Linked DNA regions of Sus scrofa: all the other regions are linked to region 2. A link is a contact called in public HiChIP or PLAC-seq data. All regions are on one chromosome and are shown on one strand. The core of a region is the stretch at or near the end of the contact, and the rest is flanking DNA. Distances in the headings are between cores, read along the strand shown. Region 1 holds the start of TADA1 (transcriptional adapter 1). Region 2 holds the start of CREG1 (protein CREG1). Region 3 holds the start of POGK (pogo transposable element derived with KRAB domain).

Region 1 (2,700 bases), core at 122-2,621, 720 kb after region 2:
TTCAGATCATAGGCCAATCTGAAAGCCAGGTTAGGGAGTTTAGACTTTGTTCAGTAGTCACTGGGGAGCCATGGCAAGTGTAAGTGGATAATTACTTTTTAAAAATTCAAAATTCATCTGAGGTTTTACGACACAGGTAGGAAGACTTTACCTGCCTTGTTCATCTTTGTATTTCTAGAATTCAAAAGACAGCCACGCACATAACTGGAGCTCACTGTATCCTTGCTTAATGAATGAAGAAGCTTGAAGGAGACTCTGTGGAGAAATCACACAAGATTTAAAAGTCATTTAGGATTATTTCAAATTTGGGGGACAAAATTTGACAATATCCACCAAGACGCTCATAAATTCCTATTATTTAAACCAGTAATTCTATTTATGGGACTTTGTTCAAGTAATTACCCTAGATGAGGAAAAACTATGCATAAAGTGTATTAAAATATTGTTTTTAATAGAAAAAATGGAAATAATCCATCTAACAATTGGGAAACCGGTTATTGTGTGGTATTTAACATGCTGTTATTAAAATTATGATTATAAAGTCAATGTACTCTCAGAGGAAAATATTTATATTATTATATTAAATAACAAACCAAAAACCCTACCAGGATGCACAACTGAAGATAGAGTATGCTTATAAATTATGGGAGGGGGGGAAATCTCTCTGTTAAAAGAGTTTGGGGGTGGTAACATTTTTTCTTTCTTTTTCCTTTATCGTTCTGTGTATTTTCCCTGTTTTTCATAATGACTTCATTCTCTCAGCAGTGGAGAGCCCACTATGTGCCAGGCATTGCTCTAGGAACTGGGGAACGACAGTGGTGAATAAAACAAATCCTGCCTCAAAGAACTTACACGTTTTAATTGAAGGGAGAAAATTAACAAGATAAGTCACTTAAATGGCATATTAGATGACTAGTTATCGGCAAAAAAGAATAAGGCAAAGAAAGAATAAAGTCAATACTGCATTTGCTTTTTGCCCTGGACGGAGAAGCTATTTAAACCAGGTAAAACGAATTTCTGAGCTTGCCCAGCAGCAGAACTGAGAGAACTGAGACGCGCCAGCCCTGCAGGTGACGCTGCAGCCCCGGCCCGGCCGGCGGGTTTAGGTGGGGCGCGGGAAGCGCGAGGTAGGGCGGGTCACGTGACTCGAGGGGGCGGGAGGAAGAGAACCGCGAAAACACCGAATTTGGATCAGCACTTTCTCTTCAGAAAGGCGGGCGGAGCCGAAAACCAAACAAACGTCCTCTGCGCGCTTGGGGGCGGGGCAGACGGGAGCAGACGGAGCCTCCAGAGCCGAAGCCTTCACGGAGTTGGTTTTTCGGTTGCTGGTGTCTGTGGCTGAGAGGTCCGAGGTCGGGCTGAGTCTTGGGGAGCAATGGCGACCTTTGTGAGCGAGCTGGAGGCGGCCAAGAAGAACTTGAGCGAGGCTCTGGGGGACAACGTGAAACAGTAAGAACTCTCCGGACGCAGTGTCCAAGTCTCCGCGCGGGTGCTCCCCTGGCTTGGGGCTGCCGACCCACCCGGGTGTGGGTCCCCGCGGCCGCGAGGCCTGCGCAGCTCTTGCGTTGCGGTCGGCGGGCCCTCTAGGTTCCTCCGGCCCGGGCCGGGGCGGCGAGCAACCTCTTCTGACCCGTCTGGAGGGGCCGGGGCTCCCTGGGGACCCGGGAGGGCGCCTTCACCCGAGGCTGTGCCCTGGGTGGGGCAGGAAAAGCTCACTCCACGCCTTCACGCTCAAGGGCCTGTTGAGCAGTCGCGGGCCGTGCGCGAGGGTGTGGGAGGCGTGTGGCTCTCCCTTGGCCCGAGTCGGAGTCGGCACCACGCTGGGCGGCCAGCTCCTGGAGGGCTTCCTGGAGGCGGAGGCTTACTGTGCAGGCACTGTCGGTAAAGCGTGAACAACTATTTTGGAAGGCATACAGACCCTCTTGAGAAATAATAGTCACCCAACACTTTTGCAGTTATAGTGACATAGCAGTAGCGGACATTTATTGAGCACCTTTTCAGCGCGGTAATTGCTAATTGTACTATCTCATCTAATCCTCACGGTGGAGATGTTATTCTCATTATTATTCCCATTTGATAGATGAGAAGACTGAGATCTTGAGCGGTTAAGTAATTCTTCAAAAGTCACAGCAGGATTGGGACCCTCGCGTCTGATTTCTGCCTCTGATACCTTACACAGGGTTGCAAAGGACCCCTGAGGTGCCCAGCCAGACTTTCACCCTGGTTCTAGTAGGGGACCGAGTTTACATAATTGGTAATTGGATCAAAGGCTAAAGTGGTCTAGTGTAAAATCAGTAATACAGCAAAGGCCCAGGTCGTAGAAAGAGCCCTCCTGAGAAACAAGGACCAGTTTGGAAATTTTCTAAACGTTGTTATTAAAATTTTATTTTCAAACGTAAAAGAAACAAATTTTATTTTAATTTTTTTCTGTCTTTTTAGGGCCGCACCCCAGCATATGGAAGTTCCTAGCCTAGGGATGGAATCTACGTCTGCCAGCATACACCACAGCCCCAGAAATGCAGGATCTGAGCCGAATCTTTGGCCTGCACCACACTTCAGGGTAATGCCGGATTCTTAACCCACTGAGTGAGGCCAGGGATTGAACCCACATCCTCATGGATATTAGTTGGGTTAAACTATTTGGGTTCCATACTGCTAAGCCACAACCGGTACTTCTAAAATGTATATTTCTTAAACACC
Region 2 (2,700 bases), core at 141-2,640:
ATGGTGTCCTTTCTGTACCCAAGTTCTTTTCTTTCTTTTTTTTTTTTTGTCTTTTGTCTTTTTTGTTGTTGTTGCTATTTCTTGGGCCGCTCCCGCGGCATATGGAGGTTCCCAGGCTAGGGGTCAAATCGGAGCTGTAGCCTCCGGCCTACACCAGAGCCACAGCAACGCGGGATCCGAGCCGCGTCTGCAACCTACACCACAGCTCATGGCAACGCCGGATCGTTAACCCACTGAGCAAGGGCAGGGACCGAACCCGCAACCTCATGGTTCCTAGTCGGATTCGTTAACCACTGCGCCACGACGGGAACTCCATGTACCCAAGTTCTGGCTGAGTAGCCTGAGAACCTTCCAGGCTCAATGTGGGGAAGCCGAGTTGGAGACCGGAAATGGAGGCGGGGCTTCAGTTCACACACCTGTGGCCCACACCTGCCTGCTCAGGTGACTGGTCCGGGGCCCCAAGTTACTTCACCTTTGTTGAACACCTCAGCCTCTGAAGGCTGCTTATACCAGAGCCAGGTTTAGAAACTGACAACCTCCTGCCCCAGCACCACCACACTGGCCTTTATAACAATGATTAAAGTAGGGGCGTGAGGCCAGGTCAAAATAATGAGGATTCGCTATGAGGAGGTGTGATTAAAGCTTATAATTATAAGGCGGGCACATCAGGTGGTATGAGCCTACTTGCCAATTGCCAGAGTATCAGAAAGAGGAGGCACCCCTGGAAAAACGGAAGAGACTTTCTTAGGAGGAGCAAAGGGAAACGCCACGTACATGAGGTGAGGGATGAGCAAAAGCAAGACATCTGTGAAACCACAGTCCCCGAGCCTTATAACCACGGTCCACAACTGGTTTCAATGAGTTCAAATACGTGCATGGAATCCTGACAATCCCCTGGTATCTCTGAGGGACTCCCGGGCCAGGAGTAATAAGTTATTGAGGTGTTAAACTTTGGGGCTTCTGTTTTCCCCCTGGGACCCTTGCTGCTCTTTGGTCTTTACTCTTTATAGTGGAGTAACCAGACAGTGAAGTAAACAGACAAGAGGAGCATGTGAAGAAAACACAGCATTTCCTCTCAGATGCCAGGTAGCCAAATCCAAAGGTATTAAAGGAAGGGGGTGTGTGTGAAGAGACTGGTCCTTTCCTAGGAATATGACTTAGGCAAGCTGCTTAATTTCTCTAAGCCTCTGCTTTTCCTCGGTCCAAAACGACCACCCCCTTTAGGAAGATTTCGCAATCCTGTCAGAGCGGCGGGGCGGAGCTGCAGGAAGGTGGGTAAACAGCTTCCTCGCAGCACGTTGCGGGGGCGGGCCGAGGGACACGCCCTCTCCGCCCATCACCCCCGTACTCCCATTGGTCCTCTTCGGAAGGGGCAGGATCGGTTTGCCCCGCGATGGGCGGGGCCCGGGCGCGCACGCCTAGTCTTGGGACCCGGTAGGCCCCGGACGCGGAACTTTTGCTGGAGTCGCGGACATGGATGGTCGTGCCCGCGGGTCTGCGCGCGCCGTGCTCGCCTTCCTGCTGGCTCCCGCGCTGGTGGCCTTGTTGGTGACACCAGCGCGTGGCCGAAGCGGCCAGGGCCACGGGCACTGGGACGCCACCGGGCTGCTGCCGCCGCTCCCGCCCCGCGAGAATGCGGCGCTTGTGGCCCGCTTCGTGACGAACCTCTGCGACTGGGGCGCGCTGGCCACCATCTCCACGCAGGAGGGGGTGCGGGGCAGGCCCTTTGCCGACGTCTTATCTCTCAGCGACGGCCCCCCAGGCAAGGGCACCGGCGTCCTGTACTTCTATCTTAGCCCGTTGCAGCAATCAGTAGGCAACTTGCAGGTGAGCGGGAGGGGCCGTGTGGCACCGCGGGCCGAAGCGCGAGCCTTTTGACTGTCGCTTAAATTCTGTTGAGGAAGGAGAGCCGGCCTCGTAGAGATAAGAATTTGAACGTAGGCCAAACCTACCTCTTCTTTCCCGAGCTGGCTAGGCGAGCATTGCAGCTTTTCTATTGCTGGGCAGCTAAATATCAGGAATTTCACACACGCCCTCGCCACTGCGCAATGCACTTCTAGTGAATTCTCTACCAGCACCTGGAGGACTTCTCACCTGGGGTCGTTTTGGGTTACGGTGTCTCACTGAACTCTTATTAAAAGTTTTACAGGGTGTGGAGACTTTTGGGTAGTTTAGCACTTAGTATAACTGGCTTTGGGATTTCTCTTTCTTATCCCTCCTTTGAATTAAGAATTTTCCCTTCAGCAGCAAGAAGTAAATACAACATTGTGTATGATTATTGCAGTCTTTTTTTTTTTTTTTGGTCTTTTTAGGGGTGCACCCGCGGCATATGGAGGTTCCCAGGCTAGGGGTCTGCAGCTGCCAGTCTACACCACAGCAACACCAGATCCAAGCTGCATCTGTGACCTACACCACAGCTCACTGCAACCCGGATCCTTAACCCATTGAGTGGGGCCAGGGATTGAACCCACGTCTTCATGGATACTGGTTGGGTTGGTTACTGCTGAGCCACAATGAGAACTCCAGAGGTTAACACTGTTGATAATGATAAGATGAAAGAAACCTTATATTTAATATAAGGTTTGATATAACCTTGTTCCAGGCTGACCTTTTCATTCATCTTCCATTCATCGTCTCCTTTAATAACGCTTTGAAGTGGGTATTACCATCCCCATGCTGCAGATGAAGAACTTGAATTTT
Region 3 (2,700 bases), core at 181-2,680, 740 kb after region 2:
CGGGGGGTTTTGTTTTGTTTTTAATTGAGTATAACCTATATGCAATAAAATGTACTATGTTTAAAGTTCCAGATCCAGAGGTGATTTTAAGAACAATTGTCAGTGTACATGTGCATCCTAGGGCCAAAGCAGATAACCTTGCAGCACCCCAGTTCCCTCATGTGGGAGGGGAGCTGGACTGGATAATTTGGAAGGACTGTGATTCTATGAAAACAAATCTCTCATTGGAAACAAAGGATATTCAACACAATGGAAAACTAAGCAGTGAAAAGGAATGTCCTTTTGTTGCTTATTGAAAATATTTACCATTTGTGTTCAATTATGAAGTCCAATAAGTACTATGAATAATGTACATCACTATAAAGTCTAAATATCTGTTGCATTTACACTTTTATGAGTTTACTCTAAATCTATCACTGTTCTGTTTGGGTATTATTCACGGCTGCCCACCATTCCAATCCCTCCATCCAGGCCAGCTGGAAAGGCAGCACTCTCCTGTGTCAACTACAGTAGGGAACTGCTCACACGGAAACAACTCATCTCACCTCCAGAAAGCTCACCTCATATCAGCTCAGTGCCCCAAGATGCCTTTAAATGGTTTCAATGGTTCCCTTCAACCAGCAGCAGGTGACAAAGACTCTCCCCTCCCTCAAACTTTCCTCAGGTTCCCCTGAGCCCTCTCCTCCACTAGGCCTCAATCTTGGCTCCCTTCTCTCTGGTCCTCAGCCTGCCCAGCCCAGTTTCTGCAAAAATCCTGCTAAGTCAGTTGAGAAAGAATCCCCCACACCTGATATCTCCTCTTAGTAATTTTCCATCTACTGAGCCCTCAGCTCTGCTCCTTGGCTATAAATTCCCACCTGTATTTATTATTGAGCCCAATTTCTCTCCCCTACTTGGAAAAATCTTGAAAACTAAACGCATAGTTCAGAATAGTCTTTCCTATCATCTTAACAAGTGTCAGAATACTTTTTCTTTAACATAGGTCAGCAAACATTTAGTTGGTGTCTACAAGGTGTCTGGCATTGAATAGGACATAGGGAATCCAGGGCTACAAGAAACAAACACAGTCATGGCCTACTGGACTTCCAATCTTGATGGCAATAAGCTACATGGCTGAAGGGACTCTTCCCATAACCAATTCTTCTATTCTTCACTGCCTGTGCTTTTTAAAGCCACAGGACTGTTTTCTCAGGAATACAAACACACTGGGCTGGGCTAGGCTATTTTCACTTCCTATGTCTGCCTGGCTCCCAGGCCTGCCCTCACAGCCACATGTGCACCCCACACCTTCTTACTTACCCATCCGCCCTCTGAGCAGATTCGGACCTTCTGCATATCTGTGGGACCATCCTCCAGTTCCCGGCTCCTAATCTCTTCTTCTTGTTCCTCTTCCTTCAGGACGAAATTGAGAGGGTAGGCTGTGGATTCCATTTCTGCAAGAAAAATTCAGTTCAGGAAAATCAGGTGCTAGGGTGACGAGGGCAGCTCAGCAGACATAAGCCTTTCTAGCCCCAAGTACAAGTTCTGCTGGAATGAAGGAAGGGCATGGAGTCAGGCCTGGGGAGGAAGGGCTATAGGGAAAGCACAAGGAAGCCAGAAGGTGACATATTAATTATGACTAAGAAGAAGGATAGCAGGCAGATAGCATACCTGGCTACCTTCAAATATTTAAAAATCTATCTGTGGAAGAGAGGCCAGACCGGTTCTGTAAAGACCCAAAGAGGCCGATGGGTAAACATTCTGGGGAAAGGTTTTTAAAAAGTGCATCAAAAGGCAGAACTTTCTCAGAGCCTGGTTGCTGGCTCAAGACAGGGTGTTGTCTTCCTATCAGTGAAGTCGTCTGAGCGAGTCCAGCACTTGCTCAACAGGGTTGTTCCTGTAAGGGACAGTTCAGCATCAAGGGGTTGGCTGGCTCAGAGTACCCATCGTCTGGATTTTCCAGATTCAAGGGTTCTGCCCAGGAGTCAGGAGAGAAAACAGTCATTCTGCCTTAAGCGATCTTCCAAGGCCAGGGGTCAGTTGACCCTTTGTGGGGAGTAATGCCTGGACACCCAAGAAGGTGCAGAAATCAGCTAGGGCCAGGCTCTGGGGCCCACCCCCACCGGGAAATTGCGTCCGGATCGCAAATTCTTTCTCTTCTGCAAATTCTCTTTGGCCAGGCTCCTAGGCCAGTACAAAGGGCCGCGCTCCTGCCCTCTAGGGGCGCGGGCAATTCCTAGGTATGGAGTGAGGGTGCATCTCGTGGGCCTCATCCTCCCGGGATTCCAAAGAAAAGATTCTTCCGGAGTTCAAAGTCTTCTTCTTGTATATTTCCCAAAAGGTCGGGCGAATGCTGCCTGGATAGGTCTGGGGCGAGCGGAACCGGCTTGAGATCCCAGGAGCTGGGGCCCGAACTTGGCCTCGGCCTCCCCAGCCAGCTCCAGGGAGAAGGGTGGGGATTGGGGACGCCACCCCGCAGCTAAGGTGCGAGCGAGAGGTGCCCGCAGCCGCCGCCCCCCACCCGCCCGGCGCCCCGCCTGCCGCCGCCGCCGCCGCCGCCGCGCCCCCGGGCGCGCTCGGGTTTCTCCAGCCATCTTGTCCCATTTCCCTTTCTCCGCGGCCCCGCGCCGGGAGCGCTCCCGCCGCTCCCCTGCCCGCGCCCGGCCCGGCCCGCCTCCCAGCCCGGCCCGCTCCCGGCCCCAGCGCACCTGCCGAGCGGCG

What was found. HiChIP or PLAC-seq counts read pairs in DNA pulled down with a chosen protein or histone mark.
Region 1: an H3K27ac HiChIP or PLAC-seq map of alveolar macrophages shows a contact between it and region 2. The contact joins the promoter of TADA1 here to the promoter of CREG1 in region 2. A contact is called at or near these places in 2 of 5 promoter capture datasets (fetal liver and fetal skeletal muscle), 2 of 47 Hi-C or Micro-C datasets (liver and skeletal muscle) and 1 of 2 datasets of contacts at active chromatin or transcription factors (alveolar macrophages).
Region 3: an H3K27ac HiChIP or PLAC-seq map of alveolar macrophages shows a contact between it and region 2. The contact joins the promoter of POGK here to the promoter of CREG1 in region 2. A contact is called at or near these places in 8 of 47 Hi-C or Micro-C datasets (alveolar macrophages, fetal skeletal muscle, heart right ventricle and 4 more) and 2 of 2 datasets of contacts at active chromatin or transcription factors (alveolar macrophages and skeletal muscle).

The regions. Positions count from the first base shown.
Region 1 is chr4:84,173,295-84,175,994 of Sscrofa11.1, forward strand. It overlaps TADA1 (transcriptional adapter 1), which reads left to right and starts at 1,372. Exons shown (of 8, transcript XM_005663143.3): 1 at 1,372-1,449. LOC106510106 (a long non-coding RNA gene) reads right to left here and starts at 1,013. Exons shown (of 3, transcript XR_002343364.1): 1 at 853-1,013; 2 at 152-255.
Region 2 is chr4:83,456,968-83,459,667 of Sscrofa11.1, forward strand. CREG1 (protein CREG1) reads left to right here and starts at 1,391. Exons shown (of 4, transcript XM_001928982.4): 1 at 1,391-1,827. The coding sequence starts at 1,474. It overlaps LOC110260300 (a long non-coding RNA gene), which reads right to left and starts at 78. Exons shown (of 3, transcript XR_002343362.1): 1 at 1-78.
Region 3 is chr4:84,201,745-84,204,444 of Sscrofa11.1, forward strand. POGK (pogo transposable element derived with KRAB domain) reads right to left here and starts at 1,431. Exons shown (of 5, transcript NM_001244259.1): 1 at 1,300-1,431. The coding sequence starts at 1,431.